Linked DNA regions of Sus scrofa: region 1 is linked to region 2. Evidence: chromatin contacts called from public HiChIP or PLAC-seq data. All regions are on one chromosome and are shown on one strand. Each heading gives the region's core, a stretch centred on a gene start, on an enhancer-like site or on the middle of the called end of the contact. The rest is flanking DNA. Distances are from core to core; before and after follow the strand shown. Region 1 overlaps UBAC2 (ubiquitin-associated domain-containing protein 2). Region 2 overlaps UBAC2 (ubiquitin-associated domain-containing protein 2).

Region 1 (3,909 bases), core at 420-2,919, 94 kb after region 2:
TTTCTTTGAGTCAGCCAGCAGGTATCAGCGGTCCCTCTGCCCGGCCCAGCCCCTGGGCTAGGTTCTTGAAATACAGAGATAAGCGAGGCTCCATTTCCTGCCCTCATGTGGCGTGGAGCCCAGTGTGGGGAGCCAGGCACAGGGCAGGGCAGCTCTCGTCAGCTATAGACAAGTCTTCCGGGGCTGTTGAAGGGTTGCCAGTGCTGGGAGGGTTGGGGACAGTGGCATTTGGAAAGACGGGACCTGGTGGAAAGTGCAGCAGATTTGGGGGCGCGCGGGTGGTTGAGGTTGGAGTGGAGGGTGAGCAGACGGCAGGGGCACCACATTGGGAAGAAGCCGGACAGCCACCCGGCGGCCCTCGGCAGAGCAGGGCTTCCACGTCTGTGCTGTAGGACTGGTCGCAGGGTTTTCAACAGGGAATCATTCATCCTGGATGCGGAGGAAGGGGCGTGTTAGGATCACAATAATCACCGCTGTAGCTTCTGCCCAGGTGCTTACGCGGCTCTTGCCCAGACGAGATGTGACATATGGTGCCACAGACCCTCCCCCCTCCCCGTGGGCTCCATTGCCGCCGTCCGACACACCCGTCAGCCGAGTAGGGAGAGGGTGGCACACAGACACTCAGTCTTAGCTGATAACCAGCAAGGTGTATTCAGTATGAGACTCCATATCCCAGGGAGGCTGCCTTCTCATCCCCCAAATCCTCACCCCCCCCCCCAAAACCCACCTGAGCCCCAGAGCACTCACTTTATGGAAACCACGCCTTCCCTTCGTGCTTCTGCTCCGAGGATATGGACCTGCAGTGAGCTGAGTGTTGATCCCACTGGAATGAGACACCCATGTCGTCTGTTTCCCTGGTGGACGGTGACTCCACGAGGACTGGTACCAACTCATTTCCCGCCTGACACAGAGCCCAACACCCAGCAGGTGCCCCGGCGGCATTTAAGCGTAAAGGGTGGTTGGAGGGCTGTTCTCTCAAAAGGCCACGTGTTGTCACTTAAAAATGTGTTAGCGGGTGGTACTGCATCCAGCTTTCCTCTCTGGTCTCCCATGCTGGTCTTAGAGCACAGTGTTTGTTAAAATGAAATACTGAGTGGCTGTCCAATAATTAACCACCTTTCCGGGGTGTCTAGTTCCACTGAGTACCGAAAGCAGTCAGCAGAGGTGCTTTCCAGCCTGTATCAGGGCCTTCTTGGGACCAGACCCTGAGGCAGGCAGGAGGGTGCGAGGACGGCAGGCCACTTTCCGCCTGCAGCCAGCTGGGAAGGTGGGATAACCAGGTGCGGTCTGCTCAGCCAACCGTGTGACCAAAGGGTTTCAGCAGCTCCCAAGAGGACGAGAGAGGCGTCAGCCGAGAGGGAAAGAGAGCAGCACAGACCCACAGGGATCTGGCACTGAGCTTGCCCCAGGAGCTGACAAATGACAGTTCTCTTGAGGTCAGGGAAAGGCACGTCACATCTCCCAGGATGTCTCTGGGCTGCTCCTCCTGGCACGTACACACACAGCCTGGGCAGTGGCCTCGACCGTAGGCAGCGCAGCCCAGCCTGGGATTGGTCGGGACCACCTTTCAGGTGGGCATCACTTTCTGCAAGCAACAGAATTTGGGAAGTAAGAACCCAAGAAACCATTTGTTTTTGACACCCTTAGAAAAGGGAAGTTAAAGAAAACCACAGTGTTATTTGAGCAAAACAAGCAGAGGGGTGTTCCACTGAGAGGGATCACAGTGATTATCACATTGGAGCAAGGGTCCTTTCCATTGGCGGCCCAGGGTAGTTGAATTGCAGGTAGAATGTTACAGAGGGATCTTCTTCGTTTTCTTGAGTAAGAATTATCTTGAGATAGTAGGGACATGTGTCCTAACCACAGAGGATTTTTTTTTTTCTTTAAGAAAGAAAAGGGAGTTCCTGTCGTGGCTCAGCTATAATGAACCCACTAGCATCCACTAGGATGCGGGTTCGATCCCTGGCCTTGCTCAGTGGGTCAGGGATCCGGCATTGCCGTGAGCTGTGGTGTAGGTCACAGATGCGGTTTGGATCTGGTGTTGCTGTGGCTGTGTATAGGCCAGCAGCTGTAGCTCTGATTTGACCCCTAGCCTGGGGACTTGTACATGCGGGTGTGGTCCTAACAAGACAAAAAAAGGAAGGAAGGAAATAGATTTATCTCCAAGGAAGGAAATAGATTTATCTCCTGTCTCTAAAGGTTTCTTTTCCCATCCAGTGTCATCTCTGCTTGGAAAGCATATTTTAGGAAAAACATTCTGCCTTGTCCTGCTTTGCAGCACTGTCAGATGACGATGGCAGGGCTGTGTCACCTGCTCCTGTACCTCTGGCCAGCCAGCTGGAAGCCTCAGGAGTCACTGGGGGGGACCTTACACAGAGGCATCCCCACCCCAGAGATGAGGCTGAGCTAGAATTCCGGGGCTGGCCTCTCCTTGCTGTCTTGTGCCGCTGATCTCGCCTCTGGGTAGTTGAGTTTTCAATCACAAGAATCAGGCCTTGGAGATGTTGCACTTGAGTAACCTCCGTTTTTATGAAGATGTGATGGAGAAAACGGGAGGAACATGCCATCCTCTTTGGATGTTCACCCACCTACCCCTGGTTTCTCAAGAAGTCAGAGAAAAAGATCGTTTGGCTTTTAGACTAGAAACCAAGATGGACTCTACTCTGATGTCTTGTGGTGAGAAGTTTTCGACAGAAACTCCTGTGATTCACAAGCAGAAGGAGGAGAGCCCTCACCAGGCTCAGAAATGGAGCAGGGCTGTTAAAGGAGATGCCTTTTAGGAAGGTCCTCCTGGGGCGTTTTGTGCGTTTTCCAGACAGCCGCAGACCCGCCAGCCCGGCGCGCACCAAGACGCTCTGGACTCTGCTGCTCCCCTGTCCCACCTCATTCAGACCGTCCACCTGAGGCTTTTAGGTCGATTCTGACCTCTGTGATTTAAACCCTAGAAAGAGGTCGCAAAAGTCACTTGCTTCATTGTTGGGCGTGGAGGTAGGTGTGCGTGTAGGTGGCCTTTGCTGTGGAGCTGGGGTGTGATCCGGGCCCTGTCATCTGGTGAACATGGGCCTCTCCCTGGATGCTGGGGACTCGGGTCTGGGAGGCGGGGGCAGCCGGGAGGGGGCTCTTCTGCTCCGAGACTCCTTCCAGACACTCTGCACGCTCCATGCCCCCCGCCCCAGCAACCAGCCGGTGTTTGGTATTTGAAAAGACACGTCACTGCTTGGACCAACAGAGGATACAAGGCTGGCGAAGTGAAGCAGTCCAGATGAATGCTGAAAACAAAACCCAGGGCAGCTTGGTCTCCCTGGAGGCTGAGCTGAGGCCGGAGAGGTTCGGAGGGGGAGCCAGCCTCACACACCGGCCCGAGCGCTTTCCAGTGGGACAGAAATTCTCAACAAAAGGTGGCACTCACGGGGCCGGTGTTATGTGCCAGCCCCATGCTGGGCCTTTCCTGCACGTCCCTGTTAGCCTCCGAATGCTGAGGAAGCCAAGAGCCCGAGGCTCTAGTCCCTGGCCAGGGGTCCCACTGTGAAGCCTCAGAGCCCCCTCTGCTGCCTGGCAGGGTCCCTGCCTCCCAGCAGCCGTGGCTGCCCGCCTCCGCCGTGGCTTCATGTGTAAGGAGCTGGGACCCTCTAGAGTCCTGCCCGCGTCTTGCTCACCGGGCCGCGGGTCTGCACGGGGCTGTTTTCTCTTTGCTGCTCTTGAGCACAGGCGTTCATGGTCACGTGCTGATCAGGAAGGCGTCACACACCGAGACGGTTACAAACACACGAGGGTTGTGCAAGCCAGGCACCAATGAGCGAGAAGGTCTCGGCAGTGATTCTCAGTGTCACTGCAAGGGCTGCACCTTTGCTACCCATGGTGCTGGCTCCTGCCACCTTCCTCGCCACTCAGGCTGTAAGCTGCCTGGGA
Region 2 (4,219 bases), core at 542-3,041:
CGTAACACCTGTCCCCACAGAGATTAAATAATTGTGTGGTAAACAGTCGAGTATCTGTCTCCTCCATCAGCATGTAAGCTCTATGCAAGCAGGGGTCATGCCAACCTTACCTGCTGACCGTGCCTCAGTTCACAGAGTGGCTCCCATGTAGCGGGCACTGTGTTCGCTGGGTGGTTGGATAGATGAGTGAGTGATGGTGGGTGGGCGGGTGGGTGGAGTAAGTAAGTGAATGAAAAGTCATTGGTCTTTGGATTTCCTTTCACGTTTGGACTGCTTGGACTGCTGCAGTTGCCTCCCAGCTGTTCTCCCTGTCGCCAACTCAGAGCTGTCATTTGCAGTCCCCACCCCCCCCATGATTTTACATCCAAAGGAGATCCTGCCTTCATTCCTTTACACCCTCGTAAACCTGTCCCTTCCTGGTGCAGTTCTAAGAAGTTTACCTTGTTGGTGAGGCACCTCAGAGCTGCCTTCCTACCGACCTCTCCAGCCTCGTCTGCTCCCACTCCCCTGTGTGCTCGCCACACCAGCGAAACGGCGTTATTTACTACTGCCTGTCACTCCTGTGTCCTTTCACATCTCTGAATTTATTTACGTATTTCTCTGTGCCTCCGTTTGTTAATCAGTCAGACGGTTGTGACTGCAGCATCCTTCCTCCCCTTTGCTCGGCAGAATTCTGCGTGTCCTTCAGGGCTGACCTTGGCTGTCCCCACTCCATCGACCCTCCCCAGCCCGACGTAGCCACTCCGTCCTTTTGTGCTCACGGCTGACTTTCCGCTTATGAGTTACAGAGCACGTTTTCTGCTCAGTTTTGTAATTCTTTACCTGACTGACTCTTCTCTCAGCTTAGTGCCTGTAGGAACAAAAGCTTATTCCCTTTTATTAAAGCTCCCTCAGCGTGGAGCCTCTGGGAGACACCGTGGCGAGTGAGAGAATGTTCTTGAATACTGGAGAGATCTGGCTGTGACTGAAGCTGTGATCTGCCACACGCAGGTTACTTTGACTTTTCTTTTGTACTAATGCCTTTTCCTCCCCCCCCCCCCTTCTCTCTCTCTCTCTCTCTCTCTCTTTCGTTCACTTTTTAGGGCTGCACCTGCAGCATTTGGAGGGTCCCAGGCTAGGGGTTGAATGTGAGCTGCAGCCACAGGCCTGCACCACCGCCACAGCAGTGCGGGATCTGAGCCATGGCTGTGACCTACACCACAGCTCGCAGCAGCGCCAGGTCCTTAACCCACTGAGCGAGGTCAGAGATTGAACCCGCATCCTCATGGATCCTAGTCAGGTGCATTACCACTGAGGCACCACGAGAACGCCACCTTTCCTTTCTTTTCTTTGCCTTTTTTTGTGTGTCTGGTAAGTCACCTCACATCTGTTAGAAGAAAAATGTAAACACTGAATTTCAGGTTTGAGTTCAGTGATGTATTTACAGGATCGAATGGTTACAGGTTTATAAAGCAATTTTTAGGGTCTTACCTAGAGAAAAACATAATCCATTTATTCTTACATTCTCAGAATACCTCTTTTCTTCACTGGAAAGTTCTCAGACTTCCCACCAGTTTAGTGTCTGGGTGTCTAGTGCTGTGTGTGTGACGTCACCCATCAGGAATCACACACCAAGCACGTCCCAGGTGCTCCACTTACACACTGATGTCACTTTAATCCTCTCTGCAGTGGGAACTCGTCTTTGAGGAAGCAGCCCCAGAAATCTCGAGCACCATTTTCTGTAAAGTGGTAAAAGGAAAATCATGATGATGTTAGAAGGTACGTAAGGAGAGGAAGTGGCTTCTGTTGCTTCACTAGACGATGCATGTGACATTGTCTGAGGGATGATTCGGTTGCTAGTCGCTGTAATCAGAGTATCAGTGACAGTGAGGCCCAGTGTCTCCAAAGTGGCATAAATAGCAAGTCCTTGCCCTTGGTTAATTGTGAAAGGAGACTCGGGTTTTTCATCCACAGGGATTTTAGTGACAGTTTCAGTGGCCAGAGCATTTTTCCAGGGAACAGAGTTAATGTATCCTGTTTGAAAGAATCTGTAAGCTCTCAGCACAGGGCTTGCAAAGGCACCACAGGATCGGTGATTTTATATTTGAATGTGAAGGGCAGTGATACATTGACCTAAACCAGTTTTCTCAGCATCCACTGGCACTTTTAGCTGCATAGTTCTTTGCTGTGGGGGCTGTCCTGTGCCTCATAGGATGTTGAGAAACACCCCTGGCCTCTGCCCACACCCCTGGCCTCTGCCCAGGGGAATGCCTGTAGCACCCATCCCCTCAGTCATGACAGCTAAACATGTCTCCATATATTTCCAGATGACGTCGGGGACACAAAATCACCCCTGATGGAGGGCCACTGAGCGAAACTCAGCTTTTGCAGAGCTTGTCGTTTATGTTTTGACGTCCCATAACATGCCTAGTGCTTGGGTGCTAAATAGAACCTTGAAAAGAGTTAGCCCACACCCTTGAGGAGCCAGTGGCCTGTGAAGCTTGTTGAGACCTTTTGGCTAGGTAGAATATTTCTAGTAGTTGACTCAAATAGCTTTTGGTTGAGGTTATTAGTAAAACTTTGTTTCAAAGAAGTTCAACATCTGTTTTCATTTCTGCTTTTGTAAGTTGCTTTGCTACTCAATTCCTTTATTTTAGCCATCTTCCTCTTAGGACTTAAAATATTTCAATATATGTCAAATTTTCCAGCTCAATAGGAAATATATTTTATTCAAATAGAAATGAAAATGTCAATAACTTTAAATTAGGATGGGATGGTGAAAAGTTTAATGTTGTTAAATCAGGCTGGATGACAGCAGAGTAGACAGCAGTGAAGGGAACTCGAAGACGGGTTTTCTTCAAGATTCACTTCCTGTTCTTGTTTATCATTGGAAAGTTGCACCTTTTGAAAGATTTTAGATTCAGATCATTGTATTATTCTAAGAAAAAAATTTCAGAATGCTAACCACGTTTTGGTAACCATAGCAAAATGTGATCTAGCACACCAAGATAATCTTAGGCTAGAAATTTTTGGTATGTGGTATGTATTGGGTTCTGAAGTATCTAATTTGCTTTTATTATCTGAGGTCAAAGGAAAAAAGCCTTTCTCGGTTACAAGATACAGGCATACCTGTTAGTTGAAGTAATAGAATCAAGTCTGACTTATTTAGCAGAAGGGGGATTTATTCTTAAAGTACTTCAGAGACTGCTTGAGAGGGTATAGAACCAGCCTTGGATGCAACAAAACCGTAATTGACACTCGGACTTATCCCTTTCCCTAAACTGATAATTATTTGCTTAATATTTTATGTTGGCTTATAGGACGAAAATTTCCTGAAGGCTTCTTGGTCTATATTGTTTTCAGCTCTCAGCCTTGTACCTGGCTCATAGTAGGCCCTCAATAAGTATTTTTTTGTCTGTGTCACCGTGGCTGTGATGCAGGCTGCAGACGCAGCTCCGATTCAGCCCCTAGCCCAGGAACTTACATATGCCGGCAGGTTTGGCCATTAAAAAAGAAAAGAAAGAAAGAAAAAAGAAATATTTTTTGTATAAATAAGTTACTAGACAAAGGATATATTCCTTAATATCAGCAACAACATGGAGAAAAAGCACAGAGTAACATTATGAAATGTTAAGATTAGACATTCCCTTGGGAGATTTAAAAAAAAAAAATCAGAATTTATTCTTTTTCTTTGGTGCTCTTGACAAACGTATGGAATGCCTGTTGTGAACCATGGAGCCCCATTTTACATATGTTCCTGATTTAAATGAACATCCACAGCAGTCTTGCAAGAGTAGACACTGATACTGTTGTGTCCTTCACGAGAAAGCGAAGGTTCTCGTGATTGAGTCTCCGGGGTCATGGCTATTGAAGCGGCAGAGCCTAGACTGAAGTTCATGCCTGTCTGACACAAGTTTTCTCTTTGTGCAACGCAGCCATAATGCTATTTTCTTTTTTTTAGGTAAAACCTCCAGTTAATGGTCACCTGTTCACTCTGTTAGGAAGTATTTTGAATGTATACACTCATCCAGCTGAGGCTTCCTATATGGATTTTCAGCTATAGTGTTGCAAATGTTTATGAAAGTAAATGTTAGTCTCTAAAGACAGTTTATGATTACATTCAAATTTTGCTGCTAAAATGAGAAGTACAGAAATAATCCCCCATGAAATGGTATCTGAATAAAGCACTAACTACACAGTATTCCAGTTATTTAGCTTGTTAATTTTCATTTTAATGTAA

The links. HiChIP or PLAC-seq counts read pairs in DNA pulled down with a chosen protein or histone mark.
Region 1: a contact with region 2 is called in an H3K27ac HiChIP or PLAC-seq map of alveolar macrophages. The contact joins two enhancer-like sites. A contact is called at or near these places in 2 of 47 Hi-C or Micro-C datasets (blood and fetal liver) and 1 of 2 datasets of contacts at active chromatin or transcription factors (alveolar macrophages).

The regions. Positions count from the first base shown.
Region 1 is chr11:68,310,447-68,314,355 of Sscrofa11.1, forward strand. The region is part of intron 9 of UBAC2 (ubiquitin-associated domain-containing protein 2); the gene reads left to right. Among named protein-coding and RNA genes, the nearest start is that of GPR183, 64 kb to the left of the region's middle. Within about 2 kb of position 1,670, at least 4 of the 83 cell types and tissues checked have an H3K27ac peak or open chromatin away from gene starts, as enhancers often do. A contact at or near this core is called in alveolar macrophages, where this site is marked.
Region 2 is chr11:68,216,625-68,220,843 of Sscrofa11.1, forward strand. The region is part of intron 5 of UBAC2 (ubiquitin-associated domain-containing protein 2); the gene reads left to right. Among named protein-coding and RNA genes, the nearest start is that of GPR18, 27 kb to the left of the region's middle. Within about 2 kb of position 1,792, at least 26 of the 83 cell types and tissues checked have an H3K27ac peak or open chromatin away from gene starts, as enhancers often do. A contact at or near this core is called in alveolar macrophages, where this site is marked.